Linked DNA regions of Mus musculus: region 2 is linked to region 1. A link is a contact called in public Hi-C data. All regions are on one chromosome and are shown on one strand. Each heading gives the region's core, a stretch centred on a gene start, on an enhancer-like site or on the middle of the called end of the contact. The rest is flanking DNA. Distances are from core to core; before and after follow the strand shown.

Region 1 (4,476 bases), core at 429-2,928:
CTTGTTTACTCACTGGGCTGTACTTGAGGCTAGTGACAAAGACTGCACAGTATCTTGTTCTCCGGGTTAGTTTGCCGAACGACGAATGAGTGGATCACTAAATATAAAGACTCAGACTTGCTCAAGTTTCCAAGCTCATTGGTGATAGATTCCAGACTCAAGCTTGGAAAATTTCATCTTACTCTCCTTCTCGTAGACCTTAACAGAGATGGCCAGAGATATCCTAACAGCCTCTGTGAGGCCATATGGCCAGAGAGTGTGAACTGTTTCCTAAGATGCTCGCCCACAGCTAATACTTGAGGAATGCTCTTGCACCTGCCCTTAGTACCTGAGCTCGCATTCAACCTCCTGGAAGTTTTGATTTTTCCATGTGTCTGAAAGTACTGCAGCAAGAGGAGGGAGTTCCCAAGGAGACTTAGGAAAGGCCAGCTGCTGTAAATAACAAAGATGAATGCTTGACGGATTCCACAGAGATCCCAGGTCCGTAAACACTCGGATTCATTCTCCTCTTCCAGCTCTCTCTACCCCTCTGACCTTTGTGAAATAATGTGTATTTTTCCTGTTGTGCTGAACTTGGTGAGTGGCTCTTGTAGAAATTTAGAAAAACACAGAAAATCCCAGAGAAGGGAACTGAAATGCCCCAAATGTAATCTCATTACTCAGATAAACACAGCTGTCAGCTCGGCTGACTATGCTGTTCTCCACCACACAGTATATATATGTGTGTGTGTGTGTGTGTGTGTGTGTGTGTGTGTGTGTGTGTGTGTGTGTTAGATGGGATTTTAGTGTGTGTGCTGTAATCCTCGGCTTTAAAAACAAGAAGTGTTCTCAAACACTATCCTTGTGGTGTTGTATGTGATGGAAACAGAGGCAGTTGGTGAAGAAAAGGCACTCGTAGAGTGGGAACTAGCTCTGGAGGTGGGAAGACAGAACCTGGGGCCTCCTGAGACATTCTTACTTAAACACTGTATTAGATAAGGGCAATGCACTGCCTGACTTATGCCAAGTGGTAGAATTAAAGTATACATTTTCACGAGGAAATCACTTATCATGTCAATCACTTTATTTTGACAAAATAATATGTGTTTATTACAGAGCACATGAAAAAAGTGAAACATAAAAAGGAATGAATCAAAATCAACTATCGTCTGATGAAGTAATCTCTTAACACTTTGGGATATATTTTCAGCCTCACTTCTTCACACATAGACATACATCCAATATCTAAATATAATTAAAATCGAGTGTCAGGGAATATACGCAGCTTTTTTTTTAACTAAAAATACATTTCTTATTAGCTATTCATATACAAGAACATTTCCGTGGTTTCTTAGTGTTCCAATATACAAATAGAACTTGACTCATGAGTCCTCTATTTCTGGCTATGATGGCTACCATCAGCCATGTCAAGTTTATTTATCATAAAAGAATCTTTCACATATTTACTGACCACGGGTAATTCTTTAATGAGTTGTCTCATATACATATCTTTTCCAACATCATAAACATGGGTTTTTTCTTCCTCAGTGCTTGTCTGCTAAGGATGAATATGACAGGGAAGATATAGAGCAGGCTGGGGAGCTGCCTCCCACCTCAGCCAGCTGTGAGGAGTCACTGTTTGCACCCCATTCCTAAGCATCTCATTCAGACCTAATGAGTCATCTGTGTTGGTTACTGGAAAACAGGAAACCCCAAGTTCCAATCCAGTCATGACATCATCAGCTGTTGGAGTCTAGAGCAGTGTCTTGTTCTACGGGTCACAATAGTCATGAGAGTTACTGACTCACAGCGGTCAACACGAGCAAGCATCCTTGTGTGCCCAATGTACTCTGCTGTTGACCTCATGCAAACTCAACATCAATGATGGAAACCTTGTCTGAATACTTCATAGACTCAGGGAGCCTACTCCATCTTTCTCCAGTGTTCTAGTCATCTGGCCTTGAAAAGCGAAATAACTGGCTTTTCTATGATATTCTACCTCCAAGAATACAGGATGCTGAGCCAGCAGGTTCCCACGCCTCTCTCTTTCAGTCCTGAAATGAACCCATCCCTGTGTAGTGTGACCTCTTTTCTTTGCTTGGACACAGATTCAGGCGTCTTCATTGCATCTAAGCTAGCACCTATGTGGTTTAGCCTAGCACCACTACTTGATACCTGTATAACCTTCCCAAATCATCTCACAACTACACTGGAGGCCCTTCTTCTTTCTCAAACAGTGAAAAAATTTCAAACTGTCAAACTGATATCTGTGTCATGACAGCTTCCTATCGATATCAAAATAATGAGCAACTTTATTTTACATGGGGTATCTGTACAAGTTTTTCCAAAACTAGCTCACACTGCTCTGTCCCTGCCCCCGTGATCCCAGTCTGCTTTTACTAACACCTTGCATCTGAGATGTTCTACACTGTCTCTTCTTTGTGAACAGTTCAATGCCAACAGCTTCCTGCCCCTGCCATGTCTCCTCAGATTTACAGCATTTGCTAACATCTCTATACAAATACCATCTCCTCAGTGAACACAGCCTATCTTCCGATTTAAGTCACATCTGTGTCTCAGGAGTTCTTCTCTTGAACAAGGCCCTCTGAGTCAACCGAGCAAGGCTTATATGAACTTACAGAGGCTGAAGTGTCAAGTACAGGGTCTACTCAACTCGCCACCAGGTCTTCTGTGTACACATTAAAGATTTCAGCTTAGTATTTTTATGAGACTCCTGAATGTGTGAACGAGTGGGTCTCTGATTCTTGTGCTTGCTCTTAAGGCTCTTTTCCTTCTGTTGAGTTGTCTTGTCCAGCCTCAATGTGGTGGCTTTTTTTTTTTTAAATCTTACTATATTTTATTTTGTCCTGTTTTCCTGTTCTCTCTTAGAAGCCTGCTCTTTTCTAATAAGAAAGAAAAAGGGAGTGGATCCAGAGTGGAGGTGAGGTGGGGAGGAACTGGGAGGAGTAGAGGGAAACTGTAAGCAGGATAAATCGTATGAGAACAAAATCAATTTTCAATAAAAGGAAGGACTAAAAAGGAGCCCTCTTAGCCTCAGAACGCACTCTCCCTAGTAGTACTTGGCATTCTGTGTGTCTGTCTCAAGTGCTTCTGTCTGTCTCAGATGCTGAACTCTCAGCGCTATTAGCACTTGCACAGCAATGAGCTGCTAATCTCACAAATGTCAGCACCACCAGATGGATACGAAGATTAAAGAAAGAGTGACTGAGTGAGCAGACCATCTCTACCCTTTGCCTACACTGAGTTTTCCAGCATCTGTGGCTTACCATCATCTGAAAATGAGATCAGCAACATTCTGATGATCTTACATTTTTCCCCACTACTTTCTTTTTTCTTCTTCAGAAACATAATATTGTTAACAAGAGATATTTGTTCCTTAAATGATCTTTATAAGGATGCCCTGAAGAAACACAACAAAAGACATGTCTAAATTGATATCAAAGGAGGTTAATATATGGGAGAGCTATTAAATCCCATGTAAGCTCCAACAATCAGCAGCAGATAGGTGTCCCAAGGGGAACGGTCCCCACACAGAGAGATGCAGCAGATAGGTGTCCCGAGGGGAATGGTCCCCACACAGAGAGATGCAGCAGAGAGGTGTCCCAAGGGGAACGGTCCCCACACAGAGAGATGCAGCAGATAGGTGTCCTAAGGGGAACGGTCCCCACACAGAGAGATGCAGCAGAGAGGTGTCCCGAGGGGAATGGTCCCCACACAGAGAGATTCCCTGGGTGCCCAACCACCTCTGTACATTCTTAAATCTTTATCACTGCAAATAAGTAACATCTAGCAAAGCTCATTTATTATGTGAATTTTTAGCTCCCTGGATAATATGGTGAAAGGCTCTGTTAATTGACTATTAAAATTTAGTTTCAACAGAATAAAAAAAATTCATTTGCTTCAAAAGATTAAACAGTTTATTTTTATCCACTTGTAGTAGCCAATACTGGAATAAAGGAAATGAGCCAGTACATCTAAGAAGCCAGTATGTCCACTCATGAATGTCACTTAAGGTGGGCCTCATACAATATTCTCAACTATCAGGCATTGACACGGAGCAGACTGTTGCAGTCAGGTAGGCGTGCTAAGTCAAAGATGGTTTTCTCAACATCATCTCAGGACAAACATCTCAAGGTTTTTCTCTATAATCAGTAGTTTGGAACCAAAGGTAAAAACTCCTTTTGTCGAAAACAGAAGAATTTAGAATAAAACCAGAAAAGCACGCCTGAACTTGCCATGGCAGAAGAGAGCTCACCTTTTAGCCCCTGGCCTCCCAGACTCTCAGTACTGAGAAGGAACCACCCAGCAGCCAGTACAGGCTGAACATCACACTCATCACTAAATTCCTCTTCTGTTTGCTTTCACTGTACAGTTCTTCACATGAAGTCAAACTCATAATACATTTTGATATATACTATTATATTATTTCTGAGTTAAAAAGATAGCCCTCTGATGATTGGGGTTGGGATAAATCAC
Region 2 (4,547 bases), core at 1,750-4,249, 120 kb before region 1:
CTGTTCTGTCTATTGTTGTTACTGTTGCTGCTGCTGTTGTTCTTGCTGCCACTGTTACTGTTTTTGCTGTTGCTGTTGCTGTTGTTATTGCTGTTGCTGCTGCTCCTCAGGTGGTCTGCTCTGAATGCACTTCTCAATACCACTCGCCCCAACTCAGTGCTAAAGTTGTATTTGTGGGAAATGGTTTATCAAACAACAATTTAGAGGAGTGGATAGTTTCACAATCTGATGAAAGTCTCTCAAAAGTTCAGCAGATCCAAACACTCTTTACTGTGATGGTTTGAATGAGAGATGTCCTCCACAGGCTCGTGTGTTTGAATACTTGCTCCCAGTTAGCGGTGCTGATTTGGAAGGTTCTGGTATTTTATGAGGTGGGTCTTTGTTGGGGGAAGTATGTCAAAGACTTACTTTAAATGTTTTGGGCCTAGTCCCTCATCTCCTTCCCTCCCTTCCTCCCTCTCCTTTCCTCCTTCCCTCCGCCCATCCATCCATATGCCCCCCTCTTTCTATTCCTGCCCTTGCTCCTTCCTGTATGTGGATGAATTGCAATCACCCAGTTCCCTGTGCCTGTCACTATGCTTTTCTTGCCTGTTGCTATGTCTCCCAAACCATGATGGACTCCATACATGTGGAGCTATAAACTAAAACAAAGTCCTTCTCCCCCAAGGTGCTTTTTGTCACCATATTTGATAACATTGACAGAAAAGTACCTAGAACATTTAGTATCTCTATTCCATGACTGCCACCACCATTAGTAGTAATTTTCCTTTAAAGCATTTTTACCATTTTATTACACATACACATGAGATGTGCTTATAGAATGGATATGTTCATGTGGGGGGTATATGGGCATTCTATGGCACACGTGTAGAAGTTAGAGGGTAGCCTCTGTTATAAATCCTTACCTTCCTTTCTATGGTCTTGTTTACTGTGGCATACATGAAGCCTGTGAGCTTCCCGGGATAGGATTCTCCTGTCCCTGCCTTCCATCTCACTGAAGAGGCAGTGGGATTACAGACATGTGCGATGACATCCAGTTTCCTTGGGTTCTGGGAATCTGAGCTCCTGTCTTCACATTTGTGCAGCAAGCAGTTTATCCACCCACAGATCCATCTCCTGAGCCCTTAGTTACAGCTCACAGATGTGCAGTGGACAGATGGCTTCCAGCCTGCAAACCCTTGATTTTCCCTTAGAAGTAAGTAAATGCGGCTCACAGAAGGACATAAATTTATGGCACATATGACACTGGGCATACACAAACTTTGTTGAGTTCCAAGCAATGACTAACATTTTTAATGCCAACTTGAACTGAAGTTGTCCACAGAACAAGAATTAAAGAAACCTCCTCAAAATCCACATTTAGAACATAATCTGAAGCCGCACATTAAATCTTTTTTTCTTACTATTTGATTCTTAACTGATGCTACATCTGTTTGGCTATAGGAATGGCATTTCATTTATGTGTCATTCCTCATTCAAGAAGCGTTGGCTACTACTAAGAGATCTTCAGTATCTGTCTGTGGTCAGAGGGCTATGATGTCTGCAGTGCTGTCGGTTACCATACCACACCCTGTTGACTAAGACAGTCAGGTGACTACATAGAGGAAAGAAACCAAGACATCTCCTACCACCAGGGAGCTGTTGGCGAGTGGCTGTCTTCTCCTGAGACTTGGTGGTAACTTCACTGAGCACTTCAGAAGGACTTCCTCCTTCTGTAACTGCCTCTCTAATACAGTCTACTACTCTGTGTGCATTGTGTGTGGTGAATGTAAGTGTATATAAGTGTCCTTGATGGTGGACACACATAGAGGTACATAGAGGGAGGTCAGAGATCAACAGTATGTCTTCCTCAGCTTAACTTTTGAGACAGAGTGTATCACTGAACCTGGAGATCACTGATTGCCTAGACTGGGTAGGCAATGAGCTCCTGAGTCCCATAACCCTCTTACCTCTACCTACCCCCATCTACCCACACAGCCCTCCTTCCACACTGGAGTTCATGTCCTGTGCCTCCACACCTGGCTTTTTAAGCATAGGTAGTGGGATCCAAACTCAGGTCCACACGGTTGTGTGACAATCACATTAGGGACTGAGCCATCTCCCCCTACTCTCCTCAGTACCACTTATATCCAGTATCCTAATGTAGGTAGGAGTTGACATCTCTGTTTCTCCATAGCCCACGTGTTCACACAAACAACATACATCTGAGGCCTTGCTCCTCAGATTACGGCCAAATACCAGCAAACACTAACACAGTGTTTACACAGCTGCTCTTTCCTCTTCATGATTAAGCAAGTTTGAGTACCAACAAGTTCCACACCATTGTGCAGTTCTGACCTTGACCCCATTTAGGTTTTGCTGTGTGCACTGGGAGGCTTTGGCCTTTTTCTCTCACACTTGTGAGGTCAAACAAGTTTCTTTCTCCAGAAACTTTTCTTTTCAAGCCAGTCATTTTTGAAGTTTTCCTACCTTAAATTATATGATCCTTCATTTCTTATTGCTTGTCACAGACACCCACAATTTATAAAAACACCCATCTTCCATCTAAGAAGCCCTAATATTTGGCTACTCTTCTAGGCTGGATGGCATATCCTTCTACTCTCTAGATTTTATTATGGGGCCAGCAATCTTACTATATTTTCTCTATAACAGGAAAACATCAGAGCCACACTGCTGCTATCTATGTTAGAGCATCCAGGCAGACCTCACATATCCCATAGCTTCTCTGTCACTGTCACTCCAGCAAAGCATGTCTTCATTCCTAGTGGACCACAAGATAAAATTCTTTTAAGAACTCTCAACATCATATGTTCCTAGAAGCATCGAGGATTTGTGTAACTGCTGTCTTAGTGCAGAGATATAGAGATGGCCCGGGGTACCTAACAGCTAAAACACTCATCAGTTTGAGTCTTTTCATGCAAGCATGCCTTTAAATCCAGCCATTTAGAGGCTAAGGCAAGTAACTGCTTCTGAGACCTGTAGAGGGCAGTGTTGACGTGCATTCTGTACTGTGTTCCACATTCTCACAACCCAGGCATCCAAAGAAATGGAGCATCTCGGTGAGTCCAGTTATCTTAGTAAGGATACCTAGTTTATTGTTCCTACCTTTGAGTACCTCACAACATATTACAACACCATTCCTTTAACAAACATCCTCTCTACTCCTTCAAGCACTGTTTCTATAGACTGTTGTATTCTGATGATTTTTTAAAAACCACTAAAAATGATTCTGTTTTAAACTAAACTCCAGCTTTGAGTATGGCTCAATCCTGGGCTACTGTAAGGTCATGACATAGCGGGTTCTGTTTTTCTTTTTTGTTTGATGTGTCCTCAATGCTTTGCTTTTCTCAGTCCCGGTACAAAAAGTAGTTGCTGAGACTGCCTCTCAGACATTTTATTTTTCTCTTAGGAGATGTGCATTAGATCCATTGTCCTTGGAAAAAATTTAATAGTGTCATGATTTGAGATCAAAGTGAAACTCAAACTCGTGGTGAGACCTAGCAAAGTTAAAATGCTTACATCAGAGGTGGATTTGCTTGTTGCTTCAGGCATGTCATTGAAAGCAGAAGGACAGTTTCTAATGCTGAGCAGGGTGGATTTAAGTGAGGGGAAGCCGCAGCTGTGACATGGCCATTTGTACCCACTGGCAAAGATGCGCAACCTTGATCTGATCAGATGGAAACAAGGTTTGTGAAGACTATCATTTCTGTATTTTCAAAGAAACAGACCAACAACCTGAGTGCTGTCCCAAACCAGGTCACTTCCTAACAGAGAATAGCTTACCTACTCTACAGTTCAGATAGAAGTTAGGGCACAAGATGGATAGTTTTTAAAAATAAAGTTTTATAAGGGATGAAGAAAAACAGTCAAAACAAATATCACAAGAAAAAATGCAGCTCTTGAAATTGAATGGTTCAGGAATTGATTAATGGATCTACAGGATGGTTTGAGAACTGATTAGTGGGTCTACAGGATGGCTGGATGTCTCAGGAATTTATTAGTAGATCTACAGGATGGCTGGATGGCTCAGAACTGATCAGTAGGTCTATAGGATGGATGACACATGAACTGATTAGTGAGTCTATAGGATGTGTGGATGGCTTGGGAACTGATTCGTGGGTCTAGAGGATGGATGGCTCAGGAACTGATTAGTGGGTCTACAGGATGGATGGCTCAGGAACTGATTAGTGGGCCTAGAGGATGGCTGGATGGCTCAGGAACTGATTAGTGGGTCTAGAGGATGGATGGCTCAGGAACTGATTAGTGGGTCTAGAGGATGGATGGCTCAGGAACTGATTAGTGGGCCTAAAGGATGGCTGGATGGCTCAGGAACTGATTAGTGGGTCTACAGGATGTCTGGATGGCTCAGGAACTGATTAGTGGGTCTACAGGATGGATGGCTGAATCTGAAGCATAGAAGATAGGGAGTGTGGGGCTGCATTACACAGATTAGGATCTGAATCACGAAGGGAAAATTCTTTGACAAAGTGGGTGTTCTAGGTGAGCCTGTCTATTCCTGCAAACTGGGCACCTGGTTGCTAATCCCC

What was found. Hi-C and Micro-C count contacts between places; a contact is called where the count stands out from the background.
Region 2: a Hi-C map of muscle stem cells shows a contact between it and region 1, with 4 times the contacts expected there. The contact joins two enhancer-like sites. A contact is called at or near these places in 21 of 484 Hi-C or Micro-C datasets (ECoMG-derived neutrophils, Sertoli cells, adipose-derived mesenchymal stem cells and 13 more) and 1 of 115 datasets of contacts at active chromatin or transcription factors (fibro-adipogenic progenitors).

Annotation. Positions count from the first base shown.
Region 1 is chr5:102,574,138-102,578,613 of GRCm38.p6, reverse strand. The region is part of intron 2 of Arhgap24 (Rho GTPase activating protein 24); the gene reads right to left. Among named protein-coding and RNA genes, the nearest start is that of Gm30396, 55 kb to the left of the region's middle. Within about 2 kb of position 1,678, at least 43 of the 459 cell types and tissues checked have an H3K27ac peak or open chromatin away from gene starts, as enhancers often do. A contact at or near this core is called in muscle stem cells, where this site is marked.
Region 2 is chr5:102,691,128-102,695,674 of GRCm38.p6, reverse strand. All of the region lies in intron 3 of Arhgap24 (Rho GTPase activating protein 24), which reads right to left. Among named protein-coding and RNA genes, the nearest start is that of Gm30396, 62 kb to the right of the region's middle. Within about 2 kb of position 2,999, at least 14 of the 459 cell types and tissues checked have an H3K27ac peak or open chromatin away from gene starts, as enhancers often do. A contact at or near this core is called in muscle stem cells, where this site is marked.